Linked DNA regions of Mus musculus: regions 1, 2, 4 and 5 are each linked to region 3. Evidence: chromatin contacts called from public promoter capture Hi-C data. All regions are on one chromosome and are shown on one strand. The core of a region is the stretch at or near the end of the contact, and the rest is flanking DNA. Distances in the headings are between cores, read along the strand shown.

Region 1 (5,279 bases), core at 165-2,664, 1.4 Mb after region 3:
ATCCAGGTCCCTGCATGCTCAGGACAAACAGGATGGGGATGGGCTAGGGCAGGGAAAGTCTCTTGGCTTGTCCATCCACCAAGCAGCCACAACCGCAGGCAGGGATTCCGGCAGTCAGGCTGGTCGATGGTGGTAGCCCTGGTCAGGGAATCATGATGTGGTGGTAGGAGTGGCTGATGGCCAAACCAACAAGCTGTCTGGGCAAGCAGCCTGGCCTTCCCTACTGGCCAGGGAAGCAGCCCTTCCAGGCCCATAACAAATGGGGACAAAATACCTGGCTCCCAGCTATTGCTTCTTTCTTAAGTCTCTCCAAGGAGGAAACTGGGGCCCTGGAGGGGGGCTATGGGTGTCACGCCCTGGGCTGTAGAAGCTTCCTGTAGATGAGGGTGGAGGCAGGAGCTCCCCTATAAAGTCTGAATCCTGACCCGTTCCCCTGCTTCCAGCTTGAAGTTGGGACTTTGCAGGCCTGGCTGGAGCAGCGATAGAGAGATCACAATGGAAAAGGGAAGAAGTCAGAGGCCAAGGTCAGATGTGCAGTTCTCCCCATTCTACTTAAGAAGGAGGGCTCCATTCCAGCTTCTGTCCAACCTAGTCTGCAAGAGTCTAGGGGTCCTGAAAGGAGAAAAGGTCAGGCTACCCTCTCCACACATACACATAAGCCCATGTCAGTCATAAGACACCCATGCAAACACCCATGCTAACACACACATACTGAGATGTGCCTGAACTGTGCACACATGCAGATACCCACAGTTTCTGTGCGTGCAGCCAGGAAACACTGATGTCTGAGATGGAACCTAGAGTGTCCAAAACCAGCCACTAGTGCATGCACACGAAGAAGCCTGGACAGGCATAACCAAGTCTCATCCAGATGTGCACATACTGGACTGTATACAGAGAACATGTGTACACCCATGTACACTTTTCCAGATGTGCACATCCGGGTACACCCCACCTCCAGAAAAGAACAAAAATACCCAGACCAGTATACACAGGCACATCCGCCCCCAGTTGGGTACACAAGATACTTCCACCCTCGCTGTGTGCATCCATGTGCACCCACTCCCAGCTATGTACAACAGTCTGTTCTGCCCCAAGACGTGTCCATCCCAGGGACTCGCGGTTGCAAAAGAGAACAGGAAGCTTCCCAGGAGGGTACAAGGAAGAGAAGGATGAAGGGACCTAGCGCGGAGAACCAGCGCGGCGGAGCCCCTGTCCGCCCTCCATCCGCCCTCACCGTGGATGCCGGTCTGGTGCGCCATGGCTCAGCTTTCGGCTCGCCCGTGCCGTCGGAGTTCTCCTCTTGGTCCTGGCCCGGCTCGACTCGGCTCGCCTGGACCCAGAGCTCCGGAGGATGTGGCGACGGCACCGAGCCTCGCGCAGCTTCCCGGGCGGTGCCGCAGGACCCGCCCCCAGCGCGCCCCGCCCCCGGAGGGCGAGGCCGGCAGAGGCGGGCATTGGTGCCGCGCGTGCGCGCAGCGGGCGCCGGGGTCCGGATGGCCCAGTGCCCGGCCGCTACCACCTTCATGGCCAAGAAGGGGCCCCAAGGGATTGTGTGGGTGGTCCCTTGTAGGCCAGGATCCTGGAGGTCTGTGGGCGGATCCGCACTTGGGCGTGGGAGGGGCTGTGAGCTTGCCGCGGAGGAGGTTTGAGAGTGAGGGCCGATCCAGGCGTACCCGTTTGTGATGGTGAGGTGATCTCAGTGTAGGTGGGCACGCGCTCGTGTGTGGTCGTGAGTGTGAGTGTGTGTGTGTGTATGTGTGTGTGTGTGTGTGTGTGTGTGTGTGTGTGTGTGTGTGTGTGTGTGTGTGTGTGTGTGTGTGTACTGATTTCCTACCAGTCATCAGGTGCACGGTGTCTGGAGCCCAACGCTGAGAAAGTGAATGGCCATAGGAGGAAATGAATTTTGGAAGGAATACGGTAGGAGAGACCGAGGTGACCTAACAAGGCTGAGGAAAGTTTTCCAAAAAGACGGTGCATGTGCTAAGTGTGACCCAGTGGTGGAAGGACTGGAAGTCAACCTGAGGAACTTCCCAATTCCTAATGACCTTGCCTCTATTCCCAGCAGCCTTTCCTACTGCTCTTACAGACTAACGGCCGAATAGCAGCTAGTACTCTTTAACCTCAGAAACATCTCTCCACCCTGGACCTTGTTATTAAAAAATAGATAAACGGGACTGGACAGATGGCTCAGTGGTCAAGAGCATTAGCTGCTTTTGCATAGGACTCAAGTTTGGTTCCCAGCACCCACATGACACAACTGTTCCTTCTTCTGGCCTCCTGGGATTAGACACGGACATTGTGCACATAGATACATGCGGGCCAAACACCCAGACACACACCAAAATTTTTTTTTTACTGAAATAAATAAAAACTTTAAAAAATAGATAACTTAATGAGAGATGGCTCAGTCAGTAAAGTGCTGAGTTAGCATATAATTTCAGATTCCCGGCAACAGAATGAAGACACTTGGCTTTCCCCTTGGACTGTGCAGGGAGGCTGGGGACCTTGGGAGAGGGAGTTTGAGGAGACAGGCCAATACCTATTGGGGCTTATTTGCTTATTAGTCAGCCAACCCAGCCAAATGGAGAGAGAGAGAGAGAGAGAGAGAGAGAGAGAGAGAGAGAGAGAGAGAGAGAGAGAGAGAGAGAGAGAGAGAGAGAAAGCGCAATAGAGGCTGACTGGCTGGCATCCACCTCTGGTTTCCACATTGTACTCTAACATACACAGTGTATGTATATACTACACACACACACCCCAAATCTGTGAGAGAACTCAAGTTCAAATGGCATCCTTGGGCTGGCTCAGCTGATAGATCATTCTAACCTGCGTGACATGTGTGAAGTACTAGGTTTGATCCTTAGCACTACATAAATCAGGTATGTTGGCAAATAACTATAATCCAGAACTAAGGAAGCAAAGGCCTTCAAGGCCATCCTGGTCTACATGGTTAGATTTTTGTCTCATAAGTAAATAGGAAGGAAGAAAGAAAGAAAGAAAGGGGGGGGTGTTTCAGGATTAGCCTGGGCTAAGGAAGGAAGGAAGAAAGAAAGAAAGAAGGAAGGGAGAGAGAGAGAGAGAGAGAGAGAGAGAGAGAGAGAGAGAGAGAGAGAGAGAGAGAGGGAGGTGGGGGTTTCAGGATTAGCCTGGGCTACATAGTGAGTTCCTGGCCAGCCTGGACTACATGGGACTTTGTCAACAAATGAAGAGGTTAAAAAAAGGGGGCTGTCAAGATGGCTCAGTGGTTAAGAGCACCGACTGCTCTTCTGAAGGTCCTGAGTTCAAATCCCAGCAACCACATGGTGGCTCACAACCATCTGTAATGAGATCTGATGCCCTCTTCTGGAATATCTGAAGACAGCTACAGTGTACATACATATAATTTATAAATAAATAAATAAATAAATAAACAAATAAATAAATAAATAAATCTTTTAAAAAAAAAAGAGGTTTAAAAAAAAAGGTGGTGAGGTAGAAAACTGGATAAAGGAAACAGGCCACCCACAAAGATGGATGCTGTCCCACAAGTCGATGAGGAGCTGCTTGCCTGGTCCGTACTCATTAAATACATGAAAACTGAGCTGTATCTGGAATCTTACTTACTGTAGGCAAACATTTTAAAACTTTGACAAGAATTGTGATTGTCAAGGCTGGGTAAATAGGCAATGCAAGCTTATGTAAAACAGTGTGGTGATGGTCTTGATTGTAAAATTAATTATCCAGGTGTGGAACCTTTGAGCTTGTCTGTGAGGGCATTTCCCCAAAAAGTTTAAGAAGGAGGGAAGACCAGGCCTGAATGTGAGCAGCACCCGCTGTGGGCTGGGGTCTGAACACACCTCTTCCTGGTGGCAGACTCTCATGACCAGCTGCCTAGCATCCCCGATTCTCTTGCTGCTGCTGTGATGGAGGAAGCTACTCCTTCTGTAGTTGCTTTTTGCAGATACTTTGTTATAGCAAGAACTAAAGTAACTAAGGAAGATTTATCATATGTATCCTTCTCCTCCTTAGTTGGAAGCAGGGGTTGGGAGTGGGGAGTGTCTCAGACCTTGTCCCCATTCACAGCTGGGCCAGGCACTATCAGAACTACTATTACATCCGGGCTCAGCAGTCCCTCTGTTAACACTGTCCTCCTACTCCCAGTGTGTGGCTGTTACTGGGTGGGCTCAGTAGGGTAGCCCCTACCCCAGTTACTGGGGTGCAGCTGTTTCCCAAGAGCCTTCCTCTTTGGGCAGGAGGAACTGCTGGCAAAACAGGGCTAACTGACTAAAGGAAGAGAGGCCTAGTGAGTACTAGGCTGGGCTTAGGAGCAGAGTCAACGGTAGGGAACCCCTCATCCATCCATCCTTAGGCCTTAGAGACTTTAAATTGGTTTCCTGGAGGAAAAAAGAGGAAGCGAAATGGCTTGAGGGGTGGTCTGACTCAACTACACTGTCATACTGGGAACCCTGGGCGTCTAACACTTCCCCTCTGTGGGTCTGAGTCCTCCCTTATGAAGTGGAAATTGAGGCCTTGCAGAGGGGCACCTAGACTTAGGCGACAGAAAGTGACAGGCGCTCTCCCCCAATAGTTATAGCTATCTAGGGGTAAAGGGACATCCTGAGCCAGAGCGATGACATGGTGAGCGCCTTCTCAAAACAAAAGAGGTTGGTGAAAATTTCCACTTCCCTCAGTCCAAGGCTGCACCTTAGACCAGCAGGAGAAAGGAGCTACACTCCCTCTTAAATTCCCATAGGTTCCTCTTGTCCGTCACTCACACTCCAGGGAGGCACTTGCGCAGGCGAGAAGCCATCTTAACTGTAGGGGCAGACATTTGGGAGCGGGCTTCTGAAGATGAGGTCGAGGGTGAATAGAACTCTGGAGCACTCTGAGCCCGCTCTTACACCTCCAAGGACATACTGTCCCCGTCCTCCCCTTGCGGAAGACCGTCGCTAGCAGGGCAAGGCTCTGTTGTAAGCGCCTGCCCAGCACCCATCCTGGATGACTCTCCACGGTTCCTAGAGTAGAGGGGAAGGGCTTCCACTCTCAGAGGATCGAGTCCCACAGGTGCGGGTGAGCCTTTGTGCCTTTTCAGTGGTACTCTGACGCAAGCAGGCGTCTTCACTTCGCTAGGCCTCGGTTATCCTGCCTGTAAAGTGGGATATGTGACCACATCTCCTTCTTACAGAAGGCCAAAGAAACTGGCCGCACACACAGGGGCCGATGGGCGGGATGGGGCGTGGCCTCTTTCACCCCCAGGCCCCACCCCCAGGCTCGCTTCCTCCCAGTGGCGGGCGGGCGGG
Region 2 (5,170 bases), core at 2,572-5,071, 1.1 Mb after region 3:
TTCTATGTGCTCAACTAGGTGTGCACACTTGTAATCCCAGCACTCAGAGACTAGAGGATTGCAAGTTCAAATCCAGCCTGGGCCACATACTTCTTCCTCAACCAACCAATCACTGACAAGTATTTTCTTTCTCCATAGTGTATTTGTTTGTTCATTTGTTTTTTACCAGAATGCTATTTAGCTGGATGCACACAGTATGAAGTTTGGTTTCTTTCCTTGAGTAACGTGCATGCAAGTTCTTTCATATGTTATCGTGGCTCACTCCCTTTAACACCACCTAATCTACCACTTGAGGGACGTACTACTGTTGGGGTCCAGGAGTCGCCCTACAAACCGCACAAACACTAATCTCAGTCAGGCAGGGATGGTTTATTGAGCATATGACCCAAGAATGGTCGACCAGGGCCATGGTCCAGATTCAGAAACGGGACTGTGACCAAGTTAAGATCCTACAGGGTTTTTAAGCCCAAAATCCACAAACATATATGCCAAGTTATTTCACCAATCAGAATCTAGGGCTGGGGGATTTCCTTAGGAACATGTCTTTCTTGTACATTTGTCCTACTCCTATTGGTTGGGGTATTCAGCTGTGGCAGGGGACTCATTTTGTCTGATATTCGTGTCTTAACTTGCCAACCAGAATGTCGGTTACCCACATACATGTCTCTTTCTGCCAAGTAGGATGTCAGTTTCCAAGGAACTTAAACTTTACTGGACCATTCCTCAAAATGGAAGTCTTATATTGAAACTCCAAATATAAGAGTCAATATAAGAAACTCCAAATGGTTTCTTATATTGGTGCAGGTGTCTCTCTTACGCTGAGGTCCATCCCAGGGGCAGCTTATACCATAAAAGCTTATACACAGGTGCAGAAATCACTGTTGAGTGGTTGGTTTGGTTCCAAGTTTATTGTGGGCAGCTGTAACAAAACAGTTCTACTGACTTCTATCATGATTTGCTTCCAAGGGCACAGGACATAACAGACTATACAATCAATCTTGACATTAGAGAGTTTTCTTGGAACAGCAGAAACATATGAGAAAGTTTCCTTATAATGGCAGGCTAGCCAGATAACGGTTACCTAGGCCTTAACATTTTGCCTAGGCCTTAACAACTACAGTTTATTCAACCCCTCTTGTGCCTAAGGACATCTCAGATGTTTGCAGAGTTGGGAAGTTATGAGTAAAACTTCTGTAATCACACATGCTCAGGGTTTTATGGGGATGTAAGTTTTCCATTCCTTTATGTATACACCAAGGAATATTTAGCTACCAAGAGGACCTGAGTCCAAGGCCAGCTATATGGCAAGACTTGTTTTAAAGAAGCAAACAAGAGCCGGGCAGTTGTGATGCATGCCTTTAATCCCAGCATTTGGGAGGCAGAGGCAGGCAGATTTCTGAGTTTGAGGCCAGCCTGGTCTACAGAGTGAGTTCCGGGACAGTCAGGTTTACACAGAGAAACCCTGTCTAGAAAAAAAAAATCCAAAAAAAAAAAAAAAAAAAAAAAAAAGCAAACACATTTAGGTGTTGTAATGTATACCTATGATCTGGAGATATGGGGGCAGGAAGAGTTCCAAGGTTCAAGTTCACCCTTAACTACATAGTGAGTTTAAGGGTAGCCTCTGCGTGTGCATGAACATGCACACAGCATGCAAACACTACACACACACACCCACACACACATGCACGCATGCATATACCACACACACAGACACCACACATGCAAATACATATACATATGCATGCAAATACTATATACACGCACACATAAACCACACATACATATACCACACACACACACATGCAACACACACAGACATACATTCATATACCATACACATACATGGATATACCACACACACACACACACACACGCATACATCATACACTACACCACACAAGCACACACACATACAAATACACCACAGACACACACATGCATGCATGCAAACACTACACACACATATACCAAACACACATGCAATACACACAGATACACATTCATATACCATATACATACCCACACACACACATGTATATACTAGACACACACATGCACACATCATACACTACACCACACAAGCACACACACATATATACCACACATGCATGCATGCAATAACTATACACACATACCACACACACCCATGCAACACACACAGACACATTCATACACCATACACATACACCCACACACATGCATATACCACATACACACATGCATATGTCTCACACTACACCACACAAGCACACACACATACTTCCCCACTGAGGCTCCTTCTCAGTAGTGCCCCTCAGAGCTGATTTGCCAGGCACTAGTGTGATTAAAGCCGTGTTGGTCCTAATAGTGACTTGGAAATCCTTCTGCTACAGAGCAGAGAATACGGGTGTAGCAGACCTGATCACTCTTTTATTGGTAGGGTTATGCACTGTTCCACCTTACAAGCCTGTGAGCCCAGGGAAATCTCAAGTTGAATATTCAGTCGGTTTTCTTTGATTTCATAGTTGCCCTGAATAAAGCCACGAGTGTGACAACTATGCCAACGCCAATAAACCTGGATGATGCGAACAGCATTCAGCAAACGACAGTATCGATGACGTATGTGCCACATCCTGAACCAGGACTGCAGTTTGACTATTGCCCACGTTTTTCGAGCGTATAACTCCAGAGCCATCCGCCGTTTCTTCCCTTGCAACATTATCATTATCTTTCTCCACCAGCACTGAATGATCCACGCGCTGAGGGCAGCATGCAGCAACGTGCGTCGTAGTAGTGTGCCACGCCACCATGCTTGGATGCGCACAGCCGCAGATGTTTCTGTCATGGCCGTAGACTTTTCTGGGCCTTGCAAGAGAGAACAGACCACTTAGGACACTTAGGGAGCTCAGGGTGAGCCAGACAGGAATCCCGATCCTCTATCTAGGAAGTTCAAGAGCTGCAGAACCCTGCAGGGCCACAGATGCACCCGGGAGACCAGCTAAATTGAACTTCCTGTGGTACATGCCAGTTAATCAGCTTGAATACACCAACCTAACATCTGAGTTTCTGGACATGTACCTGTTATGATAATAACTGTTGTGATAATAATTTAAAACTTTCTTTCTGTGTTTGGGAAGAAAGTAGATTAGAAAGCAAGAATGCTTTCCCTTGTGCTAAGTGAACTAGACTCAGTTTCTGGGGTGTGTGTGTATGTGTGTGTGTGCGTGTGTGTGTGTGTGAGAGAGATACAGGGTCTCACTATGCAGCTCTGGCTGTCCAGTAACAGGCTGGCCTTGAACTCATAGAAATCTGCCTGCCTCTGCCTCTCCAAGTGCTGGGATTAAAGCTGTGGGCCACTATACCTAGTTATTTATGGCCTTTGTTATAAAACCCCTCCTGTGGTAACTAGGAGACATTTACTGAGCCCTATGAAGTGTATCCAACCTTTAGACATTGTGAATTACTTTGTCACCTTCTATGTTCACACAGAAAAAGAAAAACAAAGCAAAGACAAAAACAACACGTGATTGAGTTACAAAACAAAATCAATCACACACATAAACCTCAGAACACTTTAAGGAAGTTTACAACTTTATATTGGGCCACGCTCCTAGCTAGCCTCATCCGCAGACTGTACATGGGCTGTGAGTTGACCATTCCTGGAAAGATCAATCTCTTATAAAACATTCAGTCCCCTGAGATAGGCATGCATGGCTAAACCTCCCCCCTGAGATCTGAATTCTACAAATTACCCATGGTTAGGGGCTAGATGTTCCCATCACCCTCCGGTCTGCTCTCCTAGCTCTGATCCAGCAGACAGAGTAGATGGAAGGAGTGATGACGTCATAAGGGTGCCTATGACACAGGCACCAGGACGGCTTCCAATAACCAACATTCTCAGCACCTGTGTTGTGTGTCACTGGCTATGACCGGAGGGTCCAATACACCCATATACAAATTCTCATAACCCACACCTTTATACCACTCAAATCTACTTGCTTCCCACAGTATGTTTTTACTCCTTCAGAAAGCTTCTTTGGGGCTAGAGAGATATGGTTCAATAGTTAAGAGCCCTGGGCAATGCTCCAGGGGACCTGGGTTCAGTCCCCAGCATCCATATGGTGGCTCACAACTGTTCCAAAGAACCCAAAGTCCTCTCCCAGCTTCCATGAGCACTACACACGTGATGCACAGACATACATGTAGGCAAATACTCATAAAATAAGAATAAATCTTTTCTTAATAGCATCTTTGGACTAGGAAGAGAGTTCAGATATTAAGGTGATAGCTATGTAAACTTTGATCCCCAGAACCTGCATAAAATAACTGGGCTCAGTAGCACATGTTTGCAGCTCCAGGGCTACAGAGGTAGAGGAGACAGAAGGATGCTCCCCAGCCCCCAGTGCACCACCATCATGCAAGACAGTTTTGGTGTGTGTGTGGGGGGGATCCCGAATATCTATCGGGGCAAGGCTTTGTAGTAAGCAGCAAACAGAGAACACATGTGCAAGCATCGAGGTGGAAGGCTATTGTGGTCTGTATCATAAACTTAACTTCTGCTCCCCTATGCATTGGTGGTCGTTAGGCAGGGGGTGGGCTTGTAACCTGGGAGTGCAGGTTTGTTGGGGAAATAACCTGGAAACTCTGGTCTTGTTGGGGATTAGCCTAGAGACTGGAGCTAGGCTCAGGTTTGGGGGCGGGGAGGTGGCGACAGGACTTGGAAACTAATGCTAAGTACCAGCCTGTTAATGGGGTCTAAATTTAAAAGATTTTTCATTTCAGGTTCAATTCTCAGCAGCCACATGGTAACTCACCACCATCTGTAACTTCAATCCACCACCCTCTTCTAACCGCCAAGGGCACTGCATGCACAGCCTATACTGACACACATACGTATAAAGTAATTAATGATGGAATGTAAAGAAACTAAGATAAAACAGTATTAATAAATGATGCAAGCCACCATCTTTCCAGCTCACGGAAAAGCAGTGAGCACAAAGGATGAGAGCCTTCAGCGGCACATCTCCGCACAGCAGACTCTTTTCCCAAAACTAAAATGTGATGACGGAGTTGCAAAGAAAATGAATTTCCAACTTGGTCGTGTGCTAACCAAACAAGGCAAGCTGTTACCCGGGAGTGTGCTTAATTAAATCAGTTTGATTGCTGCAGCTGAAGAAATGTGTCCAGAGAA
Region 3 (5,150 bases), core at 119-2,618:
CCCAGGCTCCTGGGTCTGGATGTAGCGTTCCACAGATTCCTTCAGCATGGGCAGGTGTGCACAGAGGCTGCCGTTCTGAGGCACACCGCCATGCACAGATGTCCCGGCTGCATCAAAACGTGGATACAGGCCTAGACGGTCGTAGTAGAAGGTGGTGATATTCTGGTTGAAAAAACCCTCATTCGGTGTAGCCTTCACATCGAAGGCCCTAAGGTCCAGTGGCACTTTGTGGCGTGGGGCACATTCTTGTGTGGGCACGTTCCATGCTACCACAAAGGGTCGGCCAGTGAAGATGGGCGGCGCTGTGGGCTTAAGCTCCCCGGCCCATGCTACCTCCAGCACTAGGGCCAGTGTGATGATGGGACCTAGTCCTGCCCGCATGCTGGGGGCTACAGGAAGTGTTACCTGCCTGGTAGCAGCTCAGGAACTGAAGAAAGTGTGAGAGAGAACAAGTCAGTCTAGCAAATTCCAGAGATGTGTACGCACCTTCATCCCACATAAACTCCCCAAACCCATACTGTGCGGCACACCATGCTCCTGCTCAGATGGCCGAGGCTGTAACAGGTTTGGGAGATAGCAGGATGCTGATGGGTAGGCAAAAGACCTTAGGGAATTTACCGAAACCACAGAGCTCTTTCTAGAGCAGGGAGCTGCCCGTGGTTGGGCAAGAATCTCCTTTAGGTCCATGTCCTTTCTGAAAAAGGGACTGATTAGGCTACCGACTCACTGCTAGAGTCACTTACATGCCTGTATACCATACAGTAAATAGTTTTAAAACACTCTGAACACCCCATGTCCCCCACCCTCATTACGAACTCAGAATTGATTCTGAGAAGAGACAGCATTTGGGGCACAACGCATACAGAAGCTGGGAAGCTGTTAGGTACACTGCAGAGGAACTGGTATCTGTGCAATGTGCGCCAAGCAGAAGAGCAAGAACGTCAGGACTTAGTCTCGGGCACCGACACTCTTAGGATAGGAGGAGGCGCCCCGGGGACAAAGGGGCAGCGGACTTCCCACCGCGGTGCTCGCCGACCTGCCCTTCCCACCACAGCCACCAAGAATCTGTGTGAGCACTTCGCGACCGGCCCACACCCTCACCTCCCAGCACAAGGGGTCCCGGGTAAAGAGTATTCCACTCCGGTCTTTGTGCGGGACCCCGCCCCCGCCCCGCACGTGGGGCCAGAGTTCAGCCGGGTGGGGGTGGGGTTCCTGGGTCACTTATGAGGGCGCCCCTAGAGATTCAGAGCCCATCTCACAGGAAGAGAGTCACCAGGCTTGCGACGCCCGCCCTCACCTCGAACCAGGCGCCACCAGGACCCACGCCAGGGCCGCCGCCATCCTGGTACCAACCAAGCCCGATCCGGCCCTTCGCCCAAGCACTGCCCCAGCTCGAGCCTCTGTTGGCTCCGCCCCGAGGCCCGCGGGCCCTTTAAGAATCCTGCCTCGGAGGTGGGTGGATGGCAGAATTTACGGCCTCGTAGGGAGGGTGTGTTTCTCTTCCTTTTTGCCAGTGCTGCGTTTCGAGTTCGAGGACCCTTAGATCTTCTGTAGAGGAACATAGTTATGTATCTGAGATTGAATACCTCCTGGAATGGGGATTCCCGCTGGTTTTAGCCACCAGAGCTAACCAGCCTGAGATATTACCCCCACAATCTGTCGTCAGTGGAACAATCCACTCTTTGCAGCTGGCCTCTTAAAGGGATAGAACATTGGATGGGGCGGGCGCGAGCGGAATGAGGGGGTAGTGGTGGTAATGGCATTTGAAATAAAAGCTTATAGCTGAAGCCTTGACTGGGGGTAGCTGCGGATTCAATCCCACCTGTCTGAATATGGACTCTAGCAAAGTGGGCCCTTTGTCTAGTGTAAGAGATTTTGACACGAGTGGATCCAGAACCTCTTGGAACATTAATGACCCGCCTTCGCTGAGCCCAGGTTCCCTCCACTAGTCTGTCTGCGGTCAGAAGGAAGCCCCGCCTTTTGTTTTGCCCGTCTAGAGGAGGGGGCCTAGTACAGCTTCTGAGCCCTCCTTTGGCAAAGCAGACATAGTGGTTGTCCTGGTAACCAGGGGGGTGGGTCGCTGCCTTGCCAAAGGGATTGAAGTTCAGTCGGGCCAAAGGGGAAAGTGATCTAGCCACTTTCACCGGATCCACGCCAGGGCTTGCCAATTTACTGGATTCTCCCCGGACCAGTCTCTGCGACGAGGTGAAGGTGGGATGGTTGTCCATAGGGGTACCCACTCAACTCCAAATAAAGAGCAATTTGCCAAAGTTTCGGGCCTGACTTCGTAGAAAGGAGGCTTCAGTGTCTCCCTAGTACCCCGACTCCATATTCTGAACCTTTCTGCCTTGCAATCCCCTTCCAGTGAGGACTAGGTTTAGACCTGTACCCTCGCCTCTTAGATCTGCTCTCCAATGCACGACTCAAATCTCCGAAAGTCCGCTTCTGGCCGCCAGCCCCTTTCCCTACCGCAAGCTTGGAAGCTAGGGAGCGCCGCAGGAGTACACGCATTTATGGCAGTGCGGACTAGCTTTATGTACTACTCTGCGCTCACCTGAGTAGAGTCTCTCCAGCCAGGTTCCTTGCGCCAGCTGCTGCCCTCTGGGCAGTCTGCTGGGGATTTGATAAACCCCATTCCTTCCCACCCACTCCCTCCCGCCTCCCATCCCTGCTCTTTCTCCTCACTTCCTGCTGCCCTCCAGGCGGAAAGGGCCAGGGGGGCGGGGAGGAGAGCCCCTTGACCCTGTTTCCCTTGGTGGCTGGCTGCCCTTTGCACCCTTCCTCTCAGGAAGGTCTGCATGAGTTGTGCCAGGTGATGGGAAGGATATGGGCCTAGGAACCAAGGGCTCATCTTTCTCCAAGTTTTGCATCATCCTCAAATCCAGTAGGGTGTGAGGGGGCCCAAGTGGCTGGCTGTATTCATGGGAGTCAATTTGCTGGGTGGTTGAGCGAATGGTCCCCTAGAGCAGGTGCCAAAGAAGAAACCATCCTGCACGAGGGGAAAACGGGTGGGGTGGGGGTGGTGGGCTCTTCCAGTAGCTGAGTCAGTTTTTTTTCCATCAAGAGCAGAAGTATCCAACCTGTGACAAAGACAATGTGACAATGTGTTGATGCCTGTGGCTGTGTGATATGGGGTGGGGGGAGAATTGTGTCCCTATGGGAGAGGAAGCTCACAATACGAATTCCTGGAAGACCTCTTTGGAGGTCCAGGCAAATTTGCCTGCTCTCAAATCTACCTAAACTGACAACCCCTCACCGTCCAAGGGGCTCACCTCCCCAGTGCTAGGGAGTCCCTCTGCCAATAGAAAGCAGGGGAGCTGGGTGTATAGCCTAGGCTGTGGTCACCATTGTGTTGGCTTCACAAGGGACAAAAATCTAGGAAGCTCCAAGGGTGGGGACTACTGGGAAAACAAAGTCCAGGCGAGACTGTCCAGGGCAGGGACACTTCCTTAGGCTGCCAGCAGGAAGGAAGTGAGCCTAGCCCAGCCGGATGGAGTAGGGAAACACTGCCCTGACTCTCCTATTGTTCATAGCTTTGGGGTTAGCTAGGCAGGTCCAGGACAGGGAGTTTCCCGAGCAGGATGGTAGTGGTGAGATAGGATACTGCCTGATATGGGGAGCCTTGGCTCCTGGACAGGAACCTAACTCCTGGCTTTTTACAGGGATGACAGTTGGTCTACAGAACCGCAAATCTATGTTGAACAGGCTAAGACTTGACCAGTTCCAGCTTTGAGCAACTTGAAGGCCAACTGCCCTGAGTTGATGAACTCCTGCTTCCTAATTGGGTTTTTTTGTTTGTTTGTTTTGTTTTTGCTTTTTAAAAACGTCTTGAGTTTATTATGGCCAAAGGCTAGGCGAGCAGAGAACCTGCTCATAGCCGACCTTGAGAAACGTAGGCAGAACGTCCATTGGCGGCAGAGGGCGGAGGAGGTGTTGGGCCGAGCCCTACGATAGAGGCTGCAGCAGGAGCCTGTGCTCTCCCTTCTGATGGCTGCCTGGGAAGTCAGGTGAGTGTGGACTTCAGAGCCTGGAAGGAGGCCAAGGCCATGGTGGGAAGTGTCTGTTGTTCAAGTATAGCTAGGCCTTGATCTGTGGGGTTTAGGCTGTAACCTCACTTCACATAATCTGGTATTGTTGGGACCAGAACCATCTCACAACTGTGTGGCTACACTCACACCTCAGACTAGGGCAATCTCCCTAGGATCCCACACGACCTTCTGTTTCCAAATTCCCAGACAGAATGGACAGGTGAGTGGCCCTCTGCGTCTTGAGAGGGCTGGAGACAGTTCTTGGACACAGCCACCTGTTGGCCACGGCTGGTATTGCTACAGGCAATGTTCAGGCAAGGGTTTGCTAGCCTTACCGGATCAGCAGTCTAGAAACTGGATGTTAAAGTCTCACTGGACGCCACTCTCGTGTGCAGGGTCTACAAATAACTTTTATTGAAATTGAACAAATAACACAACAGCCTTCCTGTGCTGGGGATCACTCGTCCCAAGCCATTTCCCACACTCTAGAAGCACAGAGCTTCCACAAGGAAGTATTTTTTTAAAGCCATCTCTGTATAGAAATCAGACTCTGCCCCAACATTATCATAGTCTAGACTATTTACAAACCTTCACATTTTAATTATGCCTCTTAAGTATTTTCCCCTCCTTTCTATCCTTACCAAGGAGCTCCAGTACTTTCTCTTAACAGACCCTGAAGGGGTAAAGATACTGTAAGGAGAAGGGGGGGGATGGGCTCCTCATAGCTACTGGCACCAGCCCCAGTCGTTTCTTACCACTAGGTGGTGGACTGCCTCTCCCCTACAACTGGGGATTTGTGGGACTGGTGCAAAGACAAGGGAGACGACGAATATGTGGTTTGGGGCAAGTCCCCACAGGTACAGGCGTCAGTAGCCTGTCCTGACCCCGGCCTGTACCCTCTCAACTTGAGGGCAACTGGTTGAAATCAAGAGAGATCAGTCCAGCCCTGGGTGAAAGGAGAAGCCTCCCACACTGGTCCTCATTCTTATTGAACAGCCAGCAAAGTGTCCAGCTTAAGAGCGGGAGCATGTGGTAGGTAGGCAGGAAGGGTGAGGCTGGTATGTATCTCCAGTCTGTCCGATACAGGAGGAATCGAGGTAGCAAACGGCTGAAATGCTCTGA
Region 4 (5,157 bases), core at 1,877-4,376, 1.3 Mb after region 3:
TTCTCTTCTGAACTCTGGAGCTACCTGGCACAAATGTGCTGCACAGATATGCATGCAGGTAAAAACACTCATGTGCAGAAAATAAGAAAATCTAAAAATAAATTAAAAATAAAAGAAAGGCCAAGTGGCGGTGGCGATGCACACCTTTAATTCCAGCACTTGAGAGCAAAGGCAAGCAGCCTCTGTAAGTTCAAGGCCAGCCTGGTCTATAGTGTGAGGTCCAGGACATGCAAGGCTGCACAGAGAAACCTTGTCCCAAAGAACCAAAAGATAGATAGCTAGATAGACAAACAGACAGACTGACAGGGTAAAAATAAAAGAAAGAACCAAACTTAATAGGAAGCCCAAGGAGAAGACAAAAAAATGGCCTCAGCTCCTTCTCTGATTACAGCAAAACACAGCATCTGGACAAAGAGGTGAGCTGAAGCCACGAACAAAGCAGCCAGGAAAGCTGCTTAGGAACCCCAAAGTGTCCAAGGAAGGGGCAGTGGTATGGAGTTAGGAGACAGACCCTACTCAACGTCGTTTTCACTTGGCAGGCCTCTGAAACAAGAAAATGTGCCGCTTTACTGTTGGCAATCAAACTGAAGACTCAAAAGCAGCCAGTTTGAGGCCCATGCCACAGGACAGACTGAAGATGTAGCTAGAATGTACAGGAAAAAAAAGAGTCTCTCTGTCTCTGTCTCTGTCTCTCTCTTTTTCCTTTTTTGGTTTTTCGAGACAGGGTTTCTCTGTGGAGCCCTGGCTGTCCTGGAACTCACAAAGATCCACCTGCCTTTGCCTCCCCTAGTGCTGGGATTAAAGCTACATGCCACCATGCCTGGCCCTAGTTTCTCTCTTCAAGACTGCATTACCAGCATGCACAGAGCCTGCATGGCTCTGTACCCAGGTCCTCTGCGGTACATACTATAGATTCCAATTTAATGTCATTATGGGATTCCTGAGTGTGTACACAAGTATGTCTCTAATACTTTTTCTAAAATGTGCATTTGGTGTTTTTCCTGCAAGTATCTCTGTGTGGGGGCGTCAGGCCCCTTGGGACTGGAGCTATAGACAGTTGTCATTATACTCTTCACATGCAAAAGGAGCTTATGGAGCCTACTGAGCCCAGCATCCAGAAGGCTGGCAGCTAGAAGCAAAGCCAAGGCTAGAAAGAGCAGCATGTCCTTGCTGTATCTGGCATCCCCACACCACGTCTCCCAGTGAGAAACTCAGCCGTCTCAGTTTAGAATCCTGAGGCCTTCTCTTACCCAAGTGCTTGGTGTTGAGACTGAAGTCCACACAGGTGACTGCATCTCGGTGGCCCTTAAAATGTCTCTCCAGTGAGGGGTCCTCCTGGAAAAAAAAAAAAAAAAAAAAAGCAAGGTCAAATGGTTATAACGAGATAACAGGTCCTCCCTGGAACTAAGACTCTTCCTATAACCAGGAGACGTTAAAAGCACTCAAATCATGATCTCGTATGTTGAAAATTCTAAGGAATCCACTATAAACTGCTAGGACAAATGAGTACAGCAAGGAAGGGTTCACGATCAGCAAACACACAACCACACAAACGATCAGACGAATCAATAAATCCACAACAAACAGATCAAATATGGGCCCAGTGTGGGGAACAAACACCTTTAATCCCAGCACTTGGGAGGCAGAGGCAGGTGGAACTGTGAGTTCAAGGCCAGCCTGGTCCACACAGTAAATTCCAAGAGAGCCAAGACCATAGTAAGTTATCTCCCTCCACCTCAAACACCAAAAATTAAAAACAAAACAAGCAAACAACAACAACAAAAAAAACAAAACGACAAAACACACACACACACACACAACCAAACCACCTGAAGAGCTCCAAGGAACCCAGCTTGGGAAAGGATATTTCTATGATACAGCGAAGCCATTGCTATTCCACAAAGCTCTACCCCAAACAAAGGTGAGGCCCAGTGCCCAGCTCCACCCCCAAGCACACCTGCAGGTTCACGCCTTTTAACAGATGGCCTGGTAGTTCAGGGGTAAGAATCAACTAAGGAGCAAGGGCTCATTCCCTCTCCTGTCCTCACCAGAGCCTCTCAGAAACACAAGGGTGAGGAAGTGTCCATCCTAGGCTCAGTGGGCAGAAGCAGATTCAGGTCTGACTCCATCAGTGACACCCCTTCCCAATGCCTTCTTCCCTGAACAGTTTCCCCTAAAATCTGCGTGGAGCTAAATGTAAACAGAATATCAAATCGGCACTCAAAAGTCTGGTTTCTATTTCTACCCAAGTCTTCTCAGGTGCATCAGGTACCACCTGGCCCTGTGGAAGCAAATTCTTATTTAAAGGACCAATTTGAAGTCCTTTTCTGGAGTGGGGGGAGGGGTCAGAATCGAGCCCTGGACACACTGCAGGCTTCCGCTATCCCAGGCATCCCGATGGCCTACTGCTTCTACTTGTTGGAAAAGGATGTCACCTCCAAAAAAGACCTGTTGCTCACAAGAGGCCAAGCTTACGAGGCTCGCCCCAGGCCACGACAAGGGTCGGGCCTTGATGGTGTCTTCCTCAATACGCCGTACATTCCAGAGGCAGAGACTTATTTCTTCGTCCTGGTGGTCTAACATCTAGCCTGGCACCTGGGGTGCTAAGTCAATGCCCGGATCCACCCCGTAACCTTGGATGAGGAGGTCACCCTAGAACCCCGCGTCACCATCCGCCTCTCTCGCGGCCATTGTTCCAACCAGTCAGGTGCTCACTATCCAGGGACTTACCTGGCTGGGAGCAGCCATAGCGGGGCTAGCGGGCTGGTAGGACCAGCTGTGCCCCAAGTGCCAGAGATAGCTGGGTCGGCAGTTGTGCCAGTTCAGTTTCCGCGCCCCCAATCGCCACCAATAGCAACGCCGGTGGCGTCGCCGCGTCCCGCCCACCGCAATTAAAGGAGAAGCGCCCTAGGTTTTTGTCCGCCGACCGGAAGTCGGGTCGTTCGATAGGCGTCAAGCTCTTGTCCTCCCGCTCTTCCAGATGAGGTGACCCGCCGAGCAGCCAAAAGCCTCAGTTCGCTGTCACACTTTCCTCCTAAGAACTTAAAAAAAAAAATCTTAGATGAAGGTTTCGGCCCTTCAGCTCTAGCTCAGGTAACGGAGCGCGCAGCCATCGGGGAAATGAAGTTCTACATAGCACTTATACCCCACAGTCTTAATAAAGGTAGAACTACATTTACCGAGATGCTCCGGGGCGGGCGGAGTTTTACCATTATGAGTGACAGGCTTAAGTATCCCGGAAGGAGGATACTGACTGGCCTTGCTCTTGGCTTAAAACGTCCGATCAAGGCGCCATGGAGAACCAGGTTATTAGCGCCTTGGGACCCCAGAATGGTTCGTTCCTGCGAATACTCCTAAGTGTCTATTTAAAAAAAAAAAAAATGGAGTCATTCAAGAGTCAGAACCATGGTGCAGAAAGACATATGTTCAATTCTTAATTCTCTACTGGGTGACCTCAGGAAAAATGCGTCTACTCCGAGGGCCTGCCTCCGCGTTTGTCTTAAGAGGGGATGTGACTGCGGCCCGTCTTGCTCGGAACTCTTTAGCCTTAAGAAGGCTTTGGGTCGTAGCCTGACCTTAGCTCCAAAAAAAAAAAAAAGGTGAAAGAAGCAATCGTCGGGCGGAACCACCAGAGGCCGTCCTTTTCCACCTTCTGCAATGAAAGCAGCCGAAGCCCAGAGTGACCTGTGCATCTGACCTGAACTGGATGTTTTGTAAGATTCAAGAACCTTCCATCCATCATCTCTCCTGGGCCGGCCAACTTGTCCATACTCAAAACACTAATTAGGATCTGGCTGTGTCCTGAGGTTTCTTACCACATGCCTAGGCTTGAAACTGTGTCCCTAAATCTGCAGGGACAGTAAACTCAGAAACTGGCGTGTGGGGGAGTGTATTTGGACCTAAAAGAATGATTCATTGGTTCAGAGTGTATATGGTTCTCCCAGAGGACGAAAGTTCTATTCCCAGCTCCCATGTCAGATGGTTTACAACTGCCTGGAACTCCAGTTCTGAGGCAGTTCAACACCTCTTGTCTCCTGAGGCACACACACACACACCATTAAAAATAATTCTTTTAGTGTTTTGATGAGAGATACAGGATCTATATCTGATCCTATTTTAACTATGTTGGCATAGAATTGGTACCTTGACATTAGAAATGTTTAAGCTAATTTAACATAGGCAAGGTGAAAGTCTCAAGACAAAAATAGGTGCTCACAAATTCCCAGCCTTCCCATAAACAGTTTTCAGTTTTTCTCTTGTCAATAAGTGTGTCACGAGCACCCCATGCCAGAAACATGATGGTCACGTTTGTATATTCCTACAATGTCAAAATGAATTGCCTCTCAGGAAATTCCCAAGCTGTAGCAGTTTGCTGCTTTTCCAGATAAGGTCTCTCTATGTGGTCCTAGCGTTCCTTCCTCTGGCAGCCACAGACTTTTTATTTTTACTTTTTTAGGAATGTCATATGTAGGAATGTTTTGCCTACCTGTATGTATATGTACCATACTTATGTCTGATGTCTTATGAAGACGCCGGATCCCCTGGAACTGGCGTTGCAAACAGTTGTGAGCTGTCACGTGGGTGCTGGGTCTGAAACCCAGTCCCAAGTAACCTTAAACCAGCCCCACTAATCTTTTTCTGTTGCCTTGCTTTTTTTCTTTTCTTTCTTTTTTTTAAGAATATTGTGGGGTAGCCACCAGAGGAGACTGCTAAGACACGGATTTAAGCCAATAAAAAGTCTTTATTAGCCAGCCAGCAACTACACTGGGTGTTGTTCAAGATCCCATTGTAGCCGCAAGGCTTTCTCAGGGTGAGCTTTTAAGCATAAAATGTTCTGGGGGACTGGAGAGATGGCTCAGTGGTTAAGAGCACTGACTGCTCTTCCGGAGGTCCTGAGTTCAAATCCCAGCGACCACATGGTGTGTCACAACCATCTGTAACAAGACCTGATTCCCTCTTCTGGTGTCTGAAGACAGCTACAGTATATACATATAATACATAAATACATATAATAAATAAAATAAATCTTTTAAAAAAAAACATGTTCTAGATTGACATACTTAACATGAACAATTAGTCAGAAGAGAAACCACAGAAGTCCAAAAGCAAGGTTAGTACATTTAGAGAGTTTCCCATATCTCTGGACTTTGACGAATT
Region 5 (5,100 bases), core at 687-3,186, 1.5 Mb before region 3:
ACACAGATTTCACTGGACGTCAGCTACACGCCACAGAGGCATCTCTAGTCCCTATGAGGACCTCACTGGAATTTTGTTAAACAACAGTGGAGTGCACACACTCAGGCTTTTGGGGTACCCTCAGGCTGAAGAGAGAAAGGTCAAGACCCTCTCCCCCACACCCTCCCCCACACATGCCCCTCGTTCCAGCCTAAACTGCAGGCTTGTTCTTCTGTTCCTCCCTGCCAATACAAGGGCTGTTCCCTCAGCCTGGAATGCCCACTCCCTCTGTCTCCCATTACCTCCCACACCCTGCCATCACCTCCCTGAGGAGCCTCCTGAGGCCTCTCCGGCTCCCGAGGAGGTAACCCTGTGTGGTAGATGAAATGGACACGCCCAGCTACCAGGCCTGACCTATCTATCCTGCTCTTCCTTGGGCTCTGAGCCTCAGATTTCCCATTAGTGGGAGGGGAGGAAGGACTCCTCTGGGGTGTACCTGGCATGAGTGGGCCCCGAGACCATTTTCTTCTGTTCCGTCCTCCCACCCTAGACAAGAGCTCTTTAAAGGCAGAGAGTACCTGCTTTTTATAAGAAGGCTCCAGTAACCAGCAGACCCAACGCAGAGCAGGTGTTCCCTACATGGTGACAGAGCCCCCATTTCACTGCCAAGGAGATCCAGACTAGAGGGGTAATATGGAGCTCACACTCCGCTTTCAAGCCTCTTAGCATCTCAAAAGCCGAGGAATCGGCCCAGTTTTATTAATGATCGGACTAGGGCTTATTTGGAGCCAAGCCTCACGTCCCTAACTTGCACTGCCAGTATCTCCTCCCTAACTCCCCACATCTCAGGCTGTCCAGGCTCATCGCCAAAGTCTAACTAACTCTGCCTGTGCCCAGGCCTGCCCCATAGGCCTCTTTAGAACCCACACTCCCCGAAACCCTACGGCAGGGCCCAAGACTGGTTGCCTGACTTCTGCAAAGGACAAGCAACACCTAACCCTCTCCTGCAGCTGCTCTCACAACCAAGAAGACTCACAAATTCAGCCCCTTCCACATCTGCACTTGTCTGGGAGTTGGGGGAAACTGGCCTTCCCTTTCTGAGCTCGGCCACCCACACTCCCGCCCCTATCCCAGTATCCACTTAAAAGGGAGAGTTACTTTTTGACAGTGAAGTGGTGTGCACTACACACCTGCCGTCTGGATGTTGAGTAGGGTGGAAGGGAGCCATCATTTACCAGACACCCGCCATAAATTAAGGCGCTCGTCAAGCACCGGCTGGGTGTGTGGGTACCGAGACAGAGTCCAAGTGTTAAAAGGCTCGTGGTCCTCCTTTGTCAGTCTCTGCCTGAAAGATCTGTTATCCTATGGGGAAGCCTCCACTTCCTTGCTTCGACTCATCCTCAACCCTCCTCCCTCCGCCGCTCCACGGGACAAAGACCCCACCAGTGGCCCAGGGAGGGCGGGGAAGGGGCCGGCCGGTCCCGAAAGCGGCGGTGGCGGCAGCGAGGAGGGGGCGCGGAGGAGCAGCTCCACCTCCTCTGTCTCCCAATCGCGTTACAGGCGGTGCCGCCAGAGTTTGCCTTCGCGCGCGCGAGTGTGGTCCCAACTCTGAGGACCGAAGCCACCCACCGGAGACACCACTCCGGCTGCCTGTGCCCAGCGGGATCGAGGCCTCGGGCCGTTCCACCTGGGTGCGCGCGGCTCTCGCCTGCAACCCCGCCTTCCCTGCCCAAGTCTCGCAACTCACCGCCCGACCCTCCTGCGGGATGCGCGCGGCGAGGCGTCCGCCCGCAGCTCCGGGCTAGCTCAGATCTGCGCGCGGCGGCCTTCCCTCCCCTCGGAGGTGGGTCTGGCGGAGCCGCAGCTGTTACCCGGAGACCGAGGGGCGGAAAAAACTGCGCCCGCCGCCCGCCCCTCCCGCCGCGGCGCTGCCTCCGCTGGGAACAAAGGAGACAAAGCCGCGTCGGCCGGCCCGGGCTCCGCTCCTTCCACCCCCCCACCCCCCGCCCGTCGGGCCGCCCTCCCCCCGCGCGCCGCCCGGACCAGGCCGGAAGCTGCCGGGAGAACGGGGTACGCGGCCCCAGCCATCCGGGACCCCGCATTCCGGTCCCGCGGGATCCGAGTTTGTGAAGGGCCTGGGGGGGTGATCAACCCCTCTCATTAAATGGGGGCTGCAGCGCCCGGGCGGTAGTCATGGCAACGCAGACGTGTAGGGTGAGGAGCGGAGCCGGGAGCGTGGGCGGTCCGCCCCGCCCAGCCGGGCCTCACCTGCGCGCCGCTTAGGACCAAGAGGCTACGGCCATGGTTGCGAGCCTTATTACCTGGGCGTTGAGATACAGCACTGGAGCCTTTCCCCGTCCTGCCAGAGTTCGAGGGACTTGTGCCCCACACCTGCTCTGCCTGTTCCATAACCACCATCTTGACTATCCCCAACGCACCTCGCCCAGCGCCCGGAGCGCCCTCATTCCCTTCTAGATCCCGGCCCTTGGAGCCATCCTCTCCCCCCAACTTTCTTCACCTGGTCTCCTAGACGCCAGCTTCTCCTCTTCTCACCTGGCCCTGCCCACCTTTCCTTCTTTCAATACTCCACAACACCCAACCTCTCCTTCCGGCCCCCACCCCTGGCTGTTTGAAGAGAGCCCGGGCTTTGGACCTGAGTTTGCGCCATCACTAAGCCATGTAACCTGACACCCCTTCCCCCCCCACACACACACACCCCGACCTTTTTGCTCCCTGACTAATAGGGGGTAATACCACCAAAGCTGAACTGTGTAAGCAGGGCATACTGGCTGTGAGGTGCAGAAGTAGGGTCTTATTTCCTTCCCTCCTCCACGGCCTGTACCTGGAGCCATGCAGAACTCAGAAGCCTTGAGCAAGTCTGGACTCCCTCCTTGGAAAACACCTGGGTCTTTCTGGGAAGGAAACCCTGGGCAGAGGTTCTCTCCTGAGGGCTTTATGCAGGGCGGTTCACACCCGGGCTTGCCAATGGCAATCTGTGGAGCCAGGACCTGACCCATCCTGAGGGCTTTTGAAGGACTTTGGCTCAAGGCCATTGGCATAGTGTCCAGAAAGGGAAAAACTGCATATACGTCACCTGGAAGCCTCTAAGGTTAGAGGGCTCTAAATCGGGGGAAGCCGTCTTCCGTATCTGCCACTTCACTAAGGGCTGATGCCAGGCTGCTCTACCATCACACCCTCAGACTCCCGTGGGGTGGGGTGGGGGTGGGGTGCTGGCTTGATTTATGTCAACTTGACAGAAGCTTGAGTTATCTGAAAGAATGAACTTCAGTGGAGAAATCGCTCCATAAGATCCCCCTGTAGGGCATCTTCTTAATTAGTGATTGACAGGGGCGGTCCCAGTCCATTGAGGGTGGGGCCCCCCTGGGCTGGTAGCCCTGGGTTCTGTAAGAAAGCATACTGAGCAGTAAGCGGCACCCCTCCACGAGGTTCTGGCCCTGCTTGAGTTCCTGTCCTGTCCTGTCCTGTTCTGTTCCTGTCAGTGATTAACAATGATGTGGAAGTGTAAGCCAAATAAACCCTTTCCTCCCCAACTTGCTTTTTGGTCATGGTATTTCATTGCAAGAGAAACTAATTAAGACAGGGTTCTATAGCTCATCTGCCTGCTTTCCAAAATACCCCTCCCTTAGACCTCAGATCACCCCTCTTCTTCCCCATCCCCCACCCACCCCCCTCTGAGCACTTGATCCCAGTCACATAGCACCTTGTCAGCACCATGACAACTCTTCCCTGACACTGTCACTCCAACTCTCCAGCTCCTCCCCCCCCCCCTTATGCTCCACAACTTCCCCAAACCTATCCCCACCCTGCCCAGGTCAGTCTGCACCCACTCCCTCAATTACCTTGGCCTCCCTACTTCTGCAACGTGTAGGAGCCCCTTTCATGAACGGGGAATCCTCTCCCCTCAGCCCACTCAAACGCATGCCTGACAGAGGGAGGCCTGACCACAGCGATACAGCCTTCCACAGCGATCCCTCATCTGTACACACAGACGGTGCCTCCTGGCCCTTCAGGGGTATCAACACCCTTAGGTGCTGGGCTTGTTTTATTTGCAGGGAACTACTGTATGACAATAAGTGATCAACTGACCGAGAGATTAGGTTCTCAGAGATTCAAAGAACTTAGGAGCCATTTTCGGGCCACACTTGCTGTTTAGAAATGAGCACAGTATCCAAGCAGAGAGGGCTGCTCATGAGAAAGGCTTCTGGCTTCATAGGCACAAACAAGCTCCCCCTGGAAGAGGACAGCTGTGGTGCACTCGGGTGGGGGTGCCCTCTGGGGGAGGCTGTTAGACTGACTCTCCACTAAGGCTCTAGACAGCTAATACTCAGCACAGAGCAACACTCCACAAATTCTATTTACATAAGGCCACCCACGCCATTTAGCAGAGGTCAAGGGTCACTGTTCCCTATGAAGAGAGGTCAAGGTTCCCAGGGCGGTCCACTTCCATGTTTCACTGTTCCCTTCCTTTCGTCTCCACACTGCTGCCAGCGAGGGCCTGGACTATGCCTGTGCCGTTTTGAGGGTCCCAGGTTGCATGGACAGGACTCTGTATCAGGGATATGCAGACCAGCACGGATCTGTAATGATGACCCCAGTCTCTTCCTTTCAGCACCAGAACGGCATCGCTTCTTCTTCCCCAAGCCACGCACCAGGTGAGGCTCTACTCGATTGAGCCCACACACAGGAAGGCCCAACAAGCAGAGGGCAACAGTGTCAGGACATTCTAAGTGAGAATCCAGGGCTAACTTCATCCAACATAGTCCTGAGCTAGGACCACTAGGAGATGAGAAAGGAACTAAAGGGGGTGAGCCCCCACTCCAGGCTAAACTTCAAGTCCCAGACTTCTGAAATCAATGATAAAACTGAGTCTGATATAACTACCTTTTAAATAATACAAATTCTTAGATATTTTAATTGGACATTTGCACAAAACTTCGATAATTAATGTAAATAGGTACTACCTACAAAATAAAATATATCTCAGATGGTGAGCCCCTCAGATGGCATTCAGAGTCAGGCTGAGGTTGTGTGTACCTCAAGATTCATTATATCACCAACAAAAGCGACAGTCACCCTTCGGTCCCTTTGAAGAAGGTCCCC

Evidence for each region. Promoter capture Hi-C pulls out the DNA fragments that hold promoters and counts their contacts.
Region 1: a contact with region 3 is called in a promoter capture Hi-C map of neutrophils, with 3 times the contacts expected there. The contact joins the promoter of Twf2 here to the promoter of Hyal2 in region 3. A contact is called at or near these places in 5 of 39 promoter capture datasets (the C10 cell line, HPC-7-derived erythroid cells, liver and 2 more), 1 of 484 Hi-C or Micro-C datasets (B cells), 5 of 115 datasets of contacts at active chromatin or transcription factors (astrocytes, bone marrow-derived macrophages, embryonic midbrain and 2 more) and 3 of 9 other capture datasets (adipose tissue, liver and pancreatic islet).
Region 2: a promoter capture Hi-C map of the C10 cell line shows a contact between it and region 3, with 3 times the contacts expected there. The contact joins the promoter of Iqcf5 here to the promoter of Hyal2 in region 3. A contact is called at or near these places in 1 of 39 promoter capture datasets (the C10 cell line) and 1 of 115 datasets of contacts at active chromatin or transcription factors (pro-B cells).
Region 4: a contact with region 3 is called in a promoter capture Hi-C map of liver, with 4 times the contacts expected there. The contact joins the promoter of Poc1a here to the promoter of Hyal2 in region 3. A contact is called at or near these places in 7 of 39 promoter capture datasets (the C10 cell line, cranial neural crest, embryonic stem cells and 3 more), 2 of 484 Hi-C or Micro-C datasets (the HPC-7 cell line and embryonic stem cells) and 1 of 9 other capture datasets (pancreatic islet).
Region 5: a contact with region 3 is called in a promoter capture Hi-C map of liver, with 2.7 times the contacts expected there. The contact joins the promoter of Plxnb1 here to the promoter of Hyal2 in region 3. A contact is called at or near these places in 1 of 39 promoter capture datasets (liver) and 1 of 115 datasets of contacts at active chromatin or transcription factors (pancreatic cancer cells).

The regions. Positions count from the first base shown.
Region 1 is chr9:106,199,243-106,204,521 of GRCm38.p6, reverse strand. Twf2 (twinfilin actin binding protein 2) reads right to left here and starts at 1,414. Exons shown (of 9, transcript NM_011876.3): 1 at 1,238-1,414. The coding sequence starts at 1,262.
Region 2 is chr9:106,513,224-106,518,393 of GRCm38.p6, reverse strand. Iqcf5 (IQ motif containing F5) reads right to left here and starts at 3,821. Exons shown (of 2, transcript NM_029300.1): 1 at 3,732-3,821; 2 at 2,391-2,844. The coding sequence starts at 3,735. The coding sequence ends at 2,402. It also overlaps a transcript of Iqcf3 not described here.
Region 3 is chr9:107,565,381-107,570,530 of GRCm38.p6, reverse strand. It overlaps Hyal2 (hyaluronoglucosaminidase 2), which reads right to left and starts at 1,368. Exons shown (of 4, transcript NM_010489.2): 1 at 1,298-1,368; 2 at 1-427. The coding sequence starts at 381. Tusc2 (tumor suppressor 2, mitochondrial calcium regulator) reads right to left here. Exons shown (of 3, transcript NM_019742.4): 3 at 4,423-5,150. Gm9917 (predicted gene 9917) reads left to right here and starts at 3,566. Exons shown (of 2, transcript NR_166687.1): 1 at 3,566-4,007.
Region 4 is chr9:106,279,030-106,284,186 of GRCm38.p6, reverse strand. Poc1a (POC1 centriolar protein A) reads right to left here and starts at 3,126. Exons shown (of 11, transcript NM_027354.2): 1 at 2,731-3,126; 2 at 1,251-1,335. The coding sequence starts at 2,748.
Region 5 is chr9:109,092,272-109,097,371 of GRCm38.p6, reverse strand. It overlaps Plxnb1 (plexin B1), which reads right to left and starts at 1,936. Exons shown (of 38, transcript NM_172775.2): 1 at 1,727-1,936. It overlaps Gm7628 (predicted gene 7628), which reads left to right. Exons shown (of 2, transcript NR_168955.1): 2 at 1,540-3,530. It overlaps Ccdc51 (coiled-coil domain containing 51), which reads right to left. Exons shown (of 4, transcript NM_025689.4): 4 at 4,009-5,100.